Linked DNA regions of Triticum aestivum: region 1 is linked to region 2. The links are chromatin contacts, called in public Hi-C maps. All regions are on one chromosome and are shown on one strand. Each heading gives the region's core, a stretch centred on a gene start, on an enhancer-like site or on the middle of the called end of the contact. The rest is flanking DNA. Distances are from core to core; before and after follow the strand shown.

Region 1 (2,937 bases), core at 190-2,689, 380 kb after region 2:
GTGCATATAACTAGCAGATAGGATCAAGAACTCAAATATCACTACTGCAAGATGGTCCAAACGCGACACTACAATTAGAGACTCTTCGACGAAACTGTGTGTGATGCATTAATCGCAAACGGTGATGTAATAAAACCTCAAAAAAGATTAAAAAAAGTTTTCCAAACACGATTCAAATTATAGTTGCGTGTACGATGCGTGGCTTACAGTTCACTCGAATGAATTGTTTGCGATGAGCTTAACAACAGAAACGGGTAGCCAGATGAAGGTGTATGTCATATACGGCATACAGTTCACCCAGATGAACTGTTTGTGATTAGGCAACACAACTGAAACGGTTGGGCAGATCAAGGCATGTGCGACAGACGGCATACAACTCACTCGGATGAACTATTTGCCATGAGCCGAGATAACAGAAACGGTTCAACTTAACCAGATGTGTGTGATACACGGCAAACAGGTCCGTAATCAGAGATGTGTGCCAAGACCGATAATAACATAGACGATTCTGCTAATAAGCCGTGTGTGTTGTGGGGAAACGTTTGCTGGTATACAATTGTCAGCGATTGATGAATTCATCACCAACGGGTTTCCTAGTATGGTCCGTGTGCGATGTCATTGCATACAGAACAACAATACATGTACTTATAACTTATAAGGACTTGATTTCATAACCAAACTAAACATCCAATTACATAGGTGGCTAGTACACACATGGCGTTTGCACACACCAAAGTATGTTCGTAAATGCCTAGAAAACTCAAATAACATATAAAAAGGCAAAATGAACCCTGAATAATTTCATATTTTTAGGACGACACTTCTATCGTTGCATGTTGCCTCTGTAAAATAAATCAAGGCGGGAAGAGACAACATATGTCGTTTCACACACATAAGTAACAAGTTCCCTCTCGGAACCATGAAGCTTCTTAAGAGAAATTCCGATTTATACCCAAATTTATCCCAAATTGGACAATTTTTTCACCACAGCATGTTGTGCCATGTCATAACATAATGTCAAGTTTCATGATTTTCAGGCGAGTTTTGGATTTACAGTAATTTTAAAATCAGGTTTCTGAATGTTTACTATCAAGTGGACATCGCCTTGGATAGACTTTTTCTTTGTGGGTCTCAAATGTCAGAATTTAAATCTGTCACTATCATGCAGCTTTTCTTATTAAGAATTACGGCCCATTTAATATGCTAGCTGAAAATAAATTTATGGGTACTGACGGCCGCTAAGAATTTGCGGATTCTATGATGAACAACGATCTCAATACAGGCAAACAAACAATATCCATATGTTAGTTTTGGGCCTGCTTTTCTCTACCAAACTCAACTGGGTCAGTCACGCGAGTGTTTCTTCACCCGTTTCTCGTCCACACCCACGCCTTTCACAGAAGTACCAACTCATCAGCAGTGCCACGTGTCAAGAAGCGCACGGGCCGCCTCATCACCTCTTCTGCTCCCCCTGCCCCCACTTCCACACATTGCTCCAATCTTCTTCTCCCTCCAATGGCGCCCGCGCCCACCACTCCCTCCTTCCTCCGGCCCCCGCCGCTGCACCCCCACCGCATCCGCCTCCCCGCCCCTCCTCCCTCCGCGTCCTTCCGCCTATCCGAAATCCTCGGCGGCCGCGGCCTCTGCAATGGTGAGGTCGGCATCCGCAAGGAGCTCTCGTCGCCCACCCCGCCCTCACCTCCTCCATCCACGCCCTCGGGAGACTCCTCACCAGGAAGCGCTAAGTCGGACCCTCCGGCGGTGTACCCGGACGCGTTCGAGAAGGAGATGATGGGCCTCACGGGCGGCTTCCCCGGGGGCGAGGTCGGGCTCAAGGACTTCGTCGCCAAGAACCCGCCTCCTCCCCCCAAGAGAACCCAGACGGACGGGAAAGCATCCTCCGCCGTGGTTCCGGCGGGGAGGCCGAGGCCGCCGGAGTTGCCGCTGTTCCTCCCCGGCATGGTGGTGCTCGTCAAGAACCCCAACAACGCGTACCACATGTACTGTGGCATCGTGCAGCGCGTCACCGATGGAAAGGTCGGGGTGCTGTTCGAGGGCGGGAACTGGGATAGGCTCATCACCTTCGGCGTAGACGAGCTCGAAGGCCGGGAGAAGGGCCCGCCCATGGTGAACCCCAAGTCGGTCGTGCTCGAGGCGCTCGTCGAGGCCATGGACGAGGACGAGGTGGCCGAGAAGAAGGAAGAGGAAGGCACGGCCGCCATAAAGGCTTGACTTGCCATGCTTCTTGTTCATGTTCCTGTATGGATATGTGTATGTATGTATGTGTAGTTGGAGTGTTAGTCTGAATTTGGAACAAATATGGAGATAATGAAATTTAGCTTTCTTGTTAATTGCCACATGGTTGATCACATTTGGTCTGAAATTCTGCTTAGATGATTTTTGGCTTGTGAGCAGCCCGTAGATACTACTCTCTCCGATTCTTGAACTAAAACCACCACACTTATTTTGGAATTTTGGATCAGAGAGAGTACCTCGTTTTCGGTTTCGGTTTATTAGACATGCACACATTCAGAATAACAATTTGACAAACATAGTTTATATGTCATAAAAATTATATCATTAGAAACTTTAAATGATATATTTTCTATTAGTATATTTTTTAGTTGATTTTTGGGATATGTTACTTGTGTCATATTGGTTAAATTGTCAATTTAGGGATATGCGCAAGCCAAATAAACCGGAAAATATGTAATAGTATATCATTATCTCAGAGTTCAATTTCTTTGTTGAAAAGAAAAGAGTTCAATTTGCCGTACGGATAAACTACTCGCCATACTAGGATTAGTGGCCTGGTGGTTATAGTTGAGCAGTACGTTTGGTCATACTAGAAGGATTGAGCGTGCTTTGCTGCGTTGTTGGTGTTGTTGGGTTTCTTAAAAAAATAATCATTGTTTCAAAATGTAAGATGTATTGCTT
Region 2 (2,814 bases), core at 95-2,594:
CCGGAGAGCTGCACTTCTACTTGACCTGTGAAAACATAACATCAAAATTTTACTTGACTTGATTTGAAAAACAATTCCACAAAAAACCATGAAAGAGAGCAACTTCCATAGGGCAGCTATAATAATATGTTAATAGCATGGAGCGGTAGTGGTGGTCCAAACCATACATCCATCAGCCAAATTTGCATATGACAGGCTCTAGTTGGGTTGGGTTAAGCTATGAAAAATACAGTCAAGATCAAGAGGACATGCAGAAGACAGAACGCATCTGTAGGATTAGCAATCACATTTACATAAAAAACGCAGTGCTACCCTCTACACGAATAAACTCTAGCTGGTGCTAGAAATAGTCAGGGATCGCGATTTTCAATCCGTCTTCTCTCACCAAGCAGAAGAAAATTTAGAAGTAAGGATCAAGTCCATTACTAACATGAAACATCAACTAATGCCATCAAACGAACAACACTAATTTACACCTACCAACAAAGACACTAGTGAAAAAGATTACCAGTCCCTATAGAATTAAAAGCCACAAGCTCCAAGGCGTCGTGAAATTAAACACCACACTTTGACCCTGAATCCAACTCTGAACCATCATTCATGGAACACCTAAATAAAGGTCAAATTACTTGTGTGAACCTAAACTGAGGTCTGTGAAGCTGAGATATTATATCGACAGTCCATGGCACAGAACCCTAACATGACCCAACCCAAATTGAAATCGATTCAGTATTACAGCAGGTCATTATCAAACTGCTTGAGATTTTTATTTGCAATTCCCGAAATAGCTTGACTGCTTGAGGCTGAGAAATTACTTCAGCAAGATACCTCAGCTTAAGCTTCTCTCTTTTCTTTGCCCGCTCAACTCTGCCGCCGCACGCCTTGTCTTGACCAAAGCAAGACGACGCGGCAAGCTCGAGCACGGCAGGTAAGAGGAAGAATCCCACCGCAACAGCAGCAGGGAATGCAAGAAAACGGAGGCAGCTCTTGTAGCTACTCCCCCAGCCGCACAAGGAACTCCAGGGACACCGCGCCGATCTCAGCACGGCAGCGCGCCGGAACCAAGAACCGCACCACCAACAACCGCCGGTGGAAAACGACGAGGTCTCCTCGCTCTAAATCGAAGCAACAGCCGCTCGCGTGTTGACCTGGGCCAACGGAGGAGAGACGGGCGGCGACTCGATCTGCCGCTCGGCGCTCCCGTGCCGCAGCTGCCCGCGATTGCCGGGATGGATGGATTCTTGGGAATGGGGGGAGAGAGAGAGAGAGAGAGGGCTAGAGGGGATGCCTCGGAGCTGCAAGTGACTAGAGAAAAAGCGCCCTTTTGGTTTCGGTTGGATGTGAAAGCGAAGACGCGACACCCCGCCGTTAATGGCAGCAACTTGGAACTTCGCCACACTTTGCAGGTAAAAAAATGGAGTACTAATCGAGCCTTTCCTCTCGGGTTCTTTGTTTAGTGTATCCACGATTTGTGCAGGATTTTGGTAGGTATTTTAAAACATATACTATGATTTTGTGCAAGATTATCTGCATAAATTCTGTTTCAAGTTGCACATTTATCCAAGGGAGTTTGGCTTTCTTTGTTTAGCATTTGAGAAAATCGGGAAAGACTTTCATGCCGTTCTGATACATTTTTTAGCAGCCAAGTTGAACATGATGATTTTGTGGCGTGATTAGGTTCTCCTCCAAGCAAAAATATACTTAAGATCGATGTCTCTGAAGGCACCAACAAGCTAATAATTTCATGGGTTTGTTCCTATAATCCTTTGTCAATTCAGTAACGCTGGAATCCAACCGTGCATCTGAAGAATGAAGACCACTACTAATTTGCATAATACCACTACTAATTCTTAAGGGAAAAAAATCCTTGGTGAAAGCGACAGGGGAGGCTGGATGCATTGCACCTGCTGGGCTGGATGCATGGACATGTGAGGCAGACGTTTGGAGTCAGACTTGACCACAGAGAGAGATGATTCGCTGTAGGATGTACGGCATGCTGATGTGTGATGGGTTGCACCTGCCCATCATGGGCCTTTCCCATGCTCTCTTTTGTGTTTGTGCAGAAGTACTTAGGAGAGCAACTGTTAACGAGCGCTTTTTCGGAAGCCTCGCAATGATCAGCGCCACTTGGCGCGCTCTCAGTCATTCGCCACGTGTCGCGCTCTGGACGTTCTCTTTGGATTTTGTTTTTTTATTTTTTCGCATGTGTTTTCGGCTTTTTAAACGTTTTTTCGGTTTTTTTGACGTTTTGGTTTTTCTTCGGTGTTTATGTTTTTCGTAAAAAAAATTTGAAATTTTTTTTTCTCGAAAAAACGCGTTTTTTTCTTTCGCGAAAGTCACGGTTTTTCTTCCGCGAGAGGCACGGTTGTGCTTTAGCAAGAGTCACGGCCGTGCCTTTCGGAAACGAAAAAAAATGCGTTTTCTGTTTTTTTTCTTTCGCGAGAGTCACGGTTTTGCTTCCGCGAGAGGCACGGTTGTGCTTTTGTGAGAGTCACGGCCGTGCCTCTCGGAAAGGGAAAAACAAAACACGTTTTCTGCTTTTTTTTCTTTCGCGAGAGTCACGGTTTTGCTTCCGCGAGAGGCACGGTTGTGCTTTTGCAAGAGTCACGGCCGTGCCTCTCGGAAAGGGAAAAAAATATGCGTTTTCTGTTTTTTTTCCTTTCGCGAGAGTCACGGTTTTGCTTCCGCGAGAGGCACGGTTGTGCTTTCGCGAGAGTCACGGCCATGACTCTCGGAAAGGGAAAAAATACGTGTTTTTTGTTTTTTTAGAGTCACGGTTTTGCTTTTGCGAGAGGCACGGTTGTGCTTTCGCGA

The links. A called contact is a pair of places that touch in the nucleus more often than the background predicts.
Region 1: a Hi-C map of leaf shows a contact between it and region 2, with 5 times the contacts expected there. The contact joins the promoter of LOC123180568 here to the promoter of LOC123180567 in region 2. A contact is called at or near these places in 3 of 5 Hi-C or Micro-C datasets (all in leaf) and 1 of 1 datasets of contacts at active chromatin or transcription factors (leaf).

The regions. Positions count from the first base shown.
Region 1 is chr1D:101,084,263-101,087,199 of IWGSC CS RefSeq v2.1, forward strand. It overlaps LOC123180568 (NAD(P)H-quinone oxidoreductase subunit S, chloroplastic), which reads left to right and starts at 1,440. Exons shown (of 1, transcript XM_044592642.1): 1 at 1,440-2,351. The coding sequence starts at 1,516. The coding sequence ends at 2,232.
Region 2 is chr1D:100,706,328-100,709,141 of IWGSC CS RefSeq v2.1, forward strand. It overlaps LOC123180567 (probable ethylene response sensor 2), which reads right to left and starts at 1,345. Exons shown (of 6, transcript XM_044592639.1): 1 at 816-1,345; 2 at 1-25.